Regions from separate parts of the Bos taurus genome. Here region 1 is linked to region 2. A link is a contact called in public Hi-C data. All regions are on one chromosome and are shown on one strand. The core of a region is the stretch at or near the end of the contact, and the rest is flanking DNA. Distances in the headings are between cores, read along the strand shown. Region 1 overlaps PAPSS2 (3'-phosphoadenosine 5'-phosphosulfate synthase 2). Region 2 holds the start of PAPSS2 (3'-phosphoadenosine 5'-phosphosulfate synthase 2).

What was found. A called contact is a pair of places that touch in the nucleus more often than the background predicts.
Region 1: a contact with region 2 is called in a Hi-C map of liver, with 1.8 times the contacts expected there. The contact joins the enhancer-like site here to the promoter of PAPSS2 in region 2. A contact is called at or near these places in 2 of 11 Hi-C or Micro-C datasets (liver and skeletal muscle).

The regions. Positions count from the first base shown.
Region 1 is chr26:9,301,671-9,305,461 of ARS-UCD2.0, reverse strand. The region is part of intron 1 of PAPSS2 (3'-phosphoadenosine 5'-phosphosulfate synthase 2); the gene reads right to left. Among named protein-coding and RNA genes, the nearest start is that of PAPSS2, 45 kb to the right of the region's middle. Within about 2 kb of position 2,056, at least 43 of the 102 cell types and tissues checked have an H3K27ac peak or open chromatin away from gene starts, as enhancers often do. A contact at or near this core is called in liver, where this site is marked.
Region 2 is chr26:9,257,042-9,260,838 of ARS-UCD2.0, reverse strand. It overlaps PAPSS2 (3'-phosphoadenosine 5'-phosphosulfate synthase 2), which reads right to left and starts at 2,199. Exons shown (of 12, transcript NM_001076075.2): 1 at 2,078-2,199. The coding sequence starts at 2,104.

The DNA.
Region 1 (3,791 bases), core at 807-3,306, 45 kb before region 2:
AAAACTCCCAAATTGTAGAATACTCTTCTAATGGAATACTAGTCAGCAATAAAAAGATGATAATAAATGAAAACATTTTGCTGAGTCAAAGAAACCTCACACAATACTACATGTGATTCTATTTATATGACATCCCCCATCAGGGAAAACTAATTTGTCAAATCTGAACAAGAGGTGTCTCTGGGTGAAAGCCATGATGTACATCTTGATAAGGGTTTGAGGTACACAGGTGTTTGCATTTGCCAGAACTCACAGAATGTACTCTTAAGACGGGTATTTCGTTACATGTAAATTTTACCACATGCAAAAATGAGCCATTTTAAAGATTTTTTTTTAAATATGGACCTTTTTTAAAGCCTTTATTGAATTTGCTACAGTATTGCTTCTGTTTTTTTTTTTTTTTTTTCTGTTTTGGTTATTTGGCCATGACGCATGGATCCTAGCTTCCAGTCCAGCTGTCAAACCCACACCCCCTGTACCGGAAGATGGAGTCTCACCAATGGGCTGCCAGGGACATTCAAAAAAACAGCCCCTTTTTTTTTTTTTTCAAGTAACCAAATAAGAAAATACCTAATGAGAGTCAGAGAGTCAGATGGTGGAATAATATTGTTCAACTCTGCTGCATTTGTAGAAGAGGGCTCTGATCCCATCACAATATGTTTGACCTAAAGGGCTCCTGTCCACCTAGGCACGTGAATGCCCACCAGAGCTTAGTTTGCCCACAGAGATTTTTTTTTTAATTTCTGTCTTTTAGTGGTTCCCTCTCCCTACAGGCTGAGATCCAGAATAAACTCCAGGCTATGTTAGTTTTCTGTGGAAACTTTGTTATGATCTTGTTAATTGCTTCCCCAACAAGTGCTTGGTTTTCAAAAACATCAGAGTCCACTGGAAGGGACCTGTTCTCTTATGGTATTTAATAGTTAATCTCTGAATTTATGGTTCTTATTAACTGCATCTGAATCATGGGTGTTTGTCCAGATTTTCTATTACTCCAACAATGTTTCAAACAAACAAAATCTTCAGATTGCCAGGTACTGGGAGCAGGGGTGGCGGGGGGTGGGGTGGGGGGGTCGTTTGTTTCAGGAGGAAGATATCTTGCTTCTTATTAACCTCAAATTTACTCTTGATTTTCTCCAAAAGACAAACAAATAAAATAGAAACAGATGTTTTGAAGACTATTTGAACTGCAGAGGGGCAGGGCAGCTGAAAATTTTTCCTTGAATGAAACGTTTCCTCCCTTCTTGAAAGCATATGGTGTTCTAAGCTTTGGAAAGAAAGTGGCTGCCAGAAAAAGGATTCTGTCTACGGAAAGCAAAGCACATGTTAAAGAAAAAAATGCTTGCTTCCCTCTGCCCTGCAACTCGTCTAACACTGTCACTTAGCAGGAAGTGGTCCAGAAACCACAAAGTTGGTGACATACTTCTATTCTGGATCCCTAAGGGGGAAAAAAAAGGGCAAAAATCCCTACCTTCTTTCAGGTCACTGACACAGAAAAATACCCTCCAGCATGAACAGGAGTCACAGAGAATGGATTTTGGAGTCAAGCAAATATGGGTTTGAAACCCTCTTCATAACCTACTTGCTCAGTGAGCCTGGGCCAATGATGAACATTGTTGAACCTCCATTTCCTGTACTGTAAAATGGGGCTAAGAATAGTTTACTTGTAGGGCTGCTGAAAGGATTAAATAATTGTCTATATAAAGTACCAAAGAAAGCATAGGACACGGTGAGATGTTGAGGCTGGTGAAGCAAAGTGGCATTAATCTACTATGGACACAGCATGGTAGAGGCTGAAGTTACCAGATTTAGGAGTGTTCTAAGGCTTATGTCCACTCTAAGTGAAGTCTAGGGATTGTGGGGCTCTTGATCAAGTCAGACAATGGCTAGGAGAACACTTTGTAGGGCTGAAACATCACTCACACACACACACACGAGGATGTTGCTGCTATTCCAGTTACCATTTTCTCTGACCCAAAGCCCAGCCTGTAATATGTCGCTCTGACACGCGTCAGTTTCAGTCATGAAACCTTCGTCATCAGCACGAAAATGGCCTTTGCCCCAGTCAGCCTCATGAGCTATCGAGTTGGGACTTTATCTCCCAGCCCAGGGTTGCAGAGTGTGTCTCTGCCAGGTCCACTCCTCACTCCCATTGGCAATGCCGAAAGGGAAATAAGTAGGGAGTGTCTGGAATTCGGGGTTCTGGGTCATGGCAGACTGCCTCAGCCCTGGTTTTTCGTGACTGGAAGAAAAGTAGCTACATGGGGAAAGGACTTCAGATGACTGATGGAGGGCAGGGCATCCTGGGAGCCAAGTTGCAGCCTGTGTCACAGTGAGCAGGATTATGCAAGAGAGGACGCTGGAGGAATGAGGAAGCTGGAAACCACATGCCAGGTTCTGAGTTTCTCAATGCTCAAAGGTTTTTTGGCATGTGCCTAATGTTTTCAGTCAAAAACAAGTAACTGGATTTGAATTCTCTCTACACCCTCCTGCCTCCCACACAGTTCACACAAATCCACTTAACTTCTCTGAAGACAACACCACTGTCGCCTTTGAACTTGGCCCTCACAGCTACTGGGCTATGGTTTCATTGCTCTCTTGCTATTAAAAGTGCTCCAAACCTCTCTGACTTCAATGTGCAGTCTGAAGATTCATTTAAAGATTCAGGTGCCGAAAGCAGTGATCTCAGTAACTGCCCTCTCAGGCTCACAGTAGGAGCATTCCTAGGCATTATCTTACTCATTGCTCAAAGCCTGGGAGCTGTGGAGGCTGTGCGTTGTGACCCATTTACAGATCATCAAACTACTAACTGAAGTCCCACACCTGGAAGGCGCAAGACACACTGCCAGGCTTTCCAACTCTCAGTGTAGGTCTTACTCTGCCCAGACAGAACTCCCTAGTTTCCAGGTCCCAGCTGTGTGACCTCCGTGTCAAACCTTCTTCTGCTGCTGCTGCTGCTGCTGCTAAGTTGCTTCACTCGTGTCCAACTCTATGCGACCCCATAGACGGCAGCCCACCAGGCTCCTCTGTCCCTGGGATTCTCCAGGCAAGAATACTGGAGTGGGCTGCCATTTCCTTCTCCAATGCATGCATGCATGCTAAGTCGCTTCAGTCATGTCCAACTCTGTGCGACCCTATGGACTGCAGCCCACCAGGATCCTCTCTCCATGGGATTCCCCGGTCAAGAATACTGGGGTGGGTTGCCATTTCCTTCTCTGCACAGCTTCTTCAATGAGGACTAAATGAGATCATGTCCATTATGGCTTTTGATACTACATAAAAAATGTAAAGAATCACAAGATTATTTTTACACCATTGTCATTACTTAACCTGAGTAGCTTCAGATGTTTTACAATCACAGATACTTATTTATGTTTCTTTCCTTTCAGAGTATTTCCTTTGGGTCTATAACCCAAAGTGAAGCAACTGAGTATGAAGAGTTGTGAACTATTTCATAAGTCTCATTATGTACTTCCAGTTCATTTTTTAGTAAGATAAAGTCAAGTTGCCAGGCTACATGGTATATTTGTTTTTAAATATTCCAACTGATTTGTTATGTTTGCATTTTAATATCCCCCCCGCCAGATTACTTTGTACCTATTTAGTTACTAGTAAGAATATATATTTTTTTTCACATGGTAAGTTACTTATCATATTTGTGTGTCTCTTTTGCATAAAAATTTTAAAAAAATAAATATGAACATTTTAAGGAAAAAAATAAAATATATGTATCTATATGTAGAGGGCTACAAAGAAAAATATCTGGACATGCTAAGAGTAATTGTCAAATTCTG
Region 2 (3,797 bases), core at 950-3,449:
CTCAAGTTTCTCACTCTCTCTGTCTGTGCAGTTGCCGTGATTTGTGTGTAAAGCCTCTGTTTTCAAGCCTTTCATTTCACAGGCTCTTGCAGACTGGAGGCAAGAAAGGGAGAGATCACCTGCCCCTTCATTACTGATGCTTGAGAAAGCAATCTCATTTGGAAGGAATTCTTGATGCTAGCCGGAGGTAATAATTGAAACCTCACTGATAGAAGGGCTTCCCTGGTGGCTCAGAGGGTAAAGCGTCTGCCTGGAGACGGGGGTTCGATCCCTGGGTCAGGAAGATCCCCTGGAGAAGGAAATGGCACCCCACTCCAGTACTCTTGCCTGGAAAATCCCATAGACTGAGAAGCCTGGTAGGCTACAGTCCATGGGGTCACAAAGAGTTGGACACAACTGAGCCACTTCACTTCACTGCAAAGTGCCTCAGCAGCTTGTCGCTTAGAAGACACCATTTAGAATGTTACAGAAATTAATACAGAAATTAAATAGGAATAAAACACAAGTGATTTGCACTTAAGTGTTTTCAAATACAATACCAAGAGACTCCCCACTTTAAAATTGCTCCTATAAAGGGCAACAGAATCCTGACCATTCTCCCTTCTCAAATAGATGCCTCCTTCCTCCTGGGCCTTCCTGAGGGCTGTGTGGCCCCTGAAACCACAGAGCCCCCCTTTCCCTTGCGCTCAAGCCCACACTCCCAGCCTGTGTGTGCCCCCTCCACTCCCCTTCCCCAATTTACGTTTTTTCATCTCTTCTGCCACAAAAACACCTCAAAGAGATTTCAGTGATTAAGTATTACATAATAGTAATAAAACATTTATTGACCACCTACTATGTGCCGAGCACAAATCTGTTTGAGAGAGGTCAGCCCCTTCCCTGATCTCCATAATCACCTGAGGCTTTCAGTCTGGTAGTTAAAAAAAGATGAGTGTTCAGCCATCAGAGGCTGGCTTGCACACCACCCCTGGTGTGGCCCCAGTGCTGTCTATACGAGGCTCTTTCCAACTTTAAAAGAGTCTGTGATCATCGCTGCCATTTTTAAGGATGTAGAATTTACAGGAGCCCCTATCACTAAGTGGGAATGGCATTTTTCAACAACCTTCTATTTCCTACCTACAAATGGGGATGGCCCGGATTCATTGTGGATAAAACTGAACCTCCTCAAAACAGTCCGCTCATTTCACTCCCCCAAGCTGAGGAGCCCCCCACGCCACCCCACCTCCCATGGCTGAACTTAAGGTGCCATCCGATCCCAACAAGGAACTAGAACCCTGCCAGTATGTAGAAAGGCAATTTCCCTCCCTCGTACTGCTGCTGCTACTGCTAAATCGCTTCAGTCGTGTCCGACTCTGTTCGACCCCATAGACGGCAGCCCACCAGGCTCCCCAGTCCCTGGGATTCGCCAGGCAAGAACACTGGAGTGGGTTGCCATTTCCTTCTCCAATGCGTGAAAGTGAAGTTGCTCAGTCGTGTCCGAGCCTCAGCGACCCCATGGACTGCAGCTCACCAGGCTCCTCCGCCTATGGGATTTTCCAGGCAAGAGTACTGGAGTGGGTGCCATTGCCTTCTCCCTTTATGAACGTCTGTCACTCAAGTCCACTCCAAGGAGGTTCCGTGGACAAAACCCCAATGACTGTCCCTGACGTGTCGCCAGCGTCCAGACCTGGCAGTACCGGGGTCCCCTCAGTCCCTCAACCCCCACCGCGTGGACCCGTGCGGAGTTCATTCAAAAGAAAAGACGGGTCTAGAAAAAGTTCTCGGGGGAAGAAAGGAAATTTCCCACCTCTGGACCTTTCTCTGGATGGGGACCCATGTCTCCGGCTCCGGAGGTCTAGCTCGGTCGTGAAGACCCCACCGGGCGCAGGTTCCCTGCGGCGCGGGGCGGGGAGGGACTGCCCCGCGAGGGCTGCCCCGGGAATCCCGGCTCAGCCTCTCCCTCCTGCTTCCCTCCACCCCTTCCTCCTCCCCGCGCCCCAGCCTCCGCGCCGGGGCTGCTCGCCTCCTCCCGGGGAGGATGGGATCCGAGCGTCCGGGGCCGAGAGCGGAGGAGGAAGGCAGACGACTGGCAGCCTACCGTCTTCTGCTTCTTAACCTCGGACATGCTGGCTGGCTACGGCGGTGCCCGGCGCGCTGGAACTCGGAGCCCAGCCCCTGGAGCGGAGGCTCTAGGACGCTCGGGTGGCGGCGGCGGCGGCTGCCGGACTCCGGGGGAAGGAGGTATAAAAAGGCTCCACAGACACGTCGCACTTCCCTTGACCAGCCCCCTCCTCCTCCTCCTCCCGCCGCGCTCCTCTCCGCCCCGTCGGCTGGGCCAGCAGCGCCCAGCCCAGGGTACCCTGCCGCCGCCTGGGCGGGGTCCCGGGCCCAGCCCCCGACTCCCGGGAGCGGCTCCGCTGGGCCCGCCGAGGTTGGAGGCAGGACCTTGCAGCCGAAGGCGCGGACAGACACGCCCCGCGCGTAGTCGGAGGTCAAGTTCACTTCTCCCAGTTCCCACTCCCAGCGGGTGCCTGAGCGTCCCCTCACCTCTCACCCCACCCGTGCGCCTCTCAAGGAAGGCTTCCTGCCTCTGGGACCTGCTTGAAACCGCCAAGCTGGTCGTCAGGGTCCTCCGTGGGCACCGCTGCCCCAGCTCGTCTTCCTGGGCAGTAATCACAGCGAGAGTTAACATTTTCTCGTCCTCACTCTGCGCTCCGCTGACCTTTGCCTTAAGCCTCCTGCACCCCTCCCCCCAGGCATCGAATCCTGCCTTCTCCCATGAAGTAGTGGAGGCTTTCAGGCTTTCTCAAGATGATATTCCAAGTGAGGGGATTCACGCCCAGGCCCAGGTCAGCCTCCACTGTTAAGTCTTTCTGCACCAGCATCATCATCGATGACGCTGATGAAGAAATGTCGACGGGCAAGGCCGGCCTGCATCTTCTGCGCCAGGCCTGGGACTGAGGGGTCTACATGCAATCACTCCTTTGGAGCCCACAATATTTTCCTCCTGCTGCAGATGGGCGGGCTGAAGCGCTGCTCCTATTTACCAAGTTGAGTAAGCAAGCCCAGCCCCTGAAAGTGGTAAATAGTAGCCCAGCGGCTTGTTTCAATCCCTGTTCCAAACCTTTTCTTATAGTACTTCCCTGTGGTCAGCAACCAGGAAGGGCCCTGAGGAGGAAAAGTAGGAGAAGGCCCAGTTGTCTTGGCTTATGGACTACATCCTAGGGCTTTAAAGTTTTATCAGAGGGCAGCTCTTTTAACTCAAATATCTGGGACAGTCAAAAGGAAGGAAGAAGCTAGGATTAGGGACAACACCTTGAGGGCAGTCCCAAGGCCAACCCTTTGTACCTTAAGTCTGTGCACAATGTGACAAACAGATCAATGAGGGCCACACTGCCCATTCCAACTTTGGTCTTCCTTCTGTCAAAAGCTTGAAGTGATGGCCTAAGGAGGTGAGGACTGGAACTTTGCTTTCATATCCAATTGTACTTCTGGAAGACTGCCAGCTTTCCAGACAGACACTGAAGATCTGAGTATTCGTTCATTGACTGCCCTTCTCCATGGGGAAGTGGGAAAATAAATCAGGAGTCAGAAACCTAAATGGGAACTCGTATGTTTGTCCAGTCTTGAAATATCAGTATATTTATTTTCTTACTCATTTAGAGTAAGCTGCCACCACTCCCTTCAACTGTGAGCAACTGGAGGGCAAATGCTGGGTTTGAGTTTCTGTTCTGCACACGAGCTAGCATGTTTGGATTTTATGGGGTTTAAACTGTAACATCTCATTCTAATTTTATTGAAAAAATCCTTTGGTATCA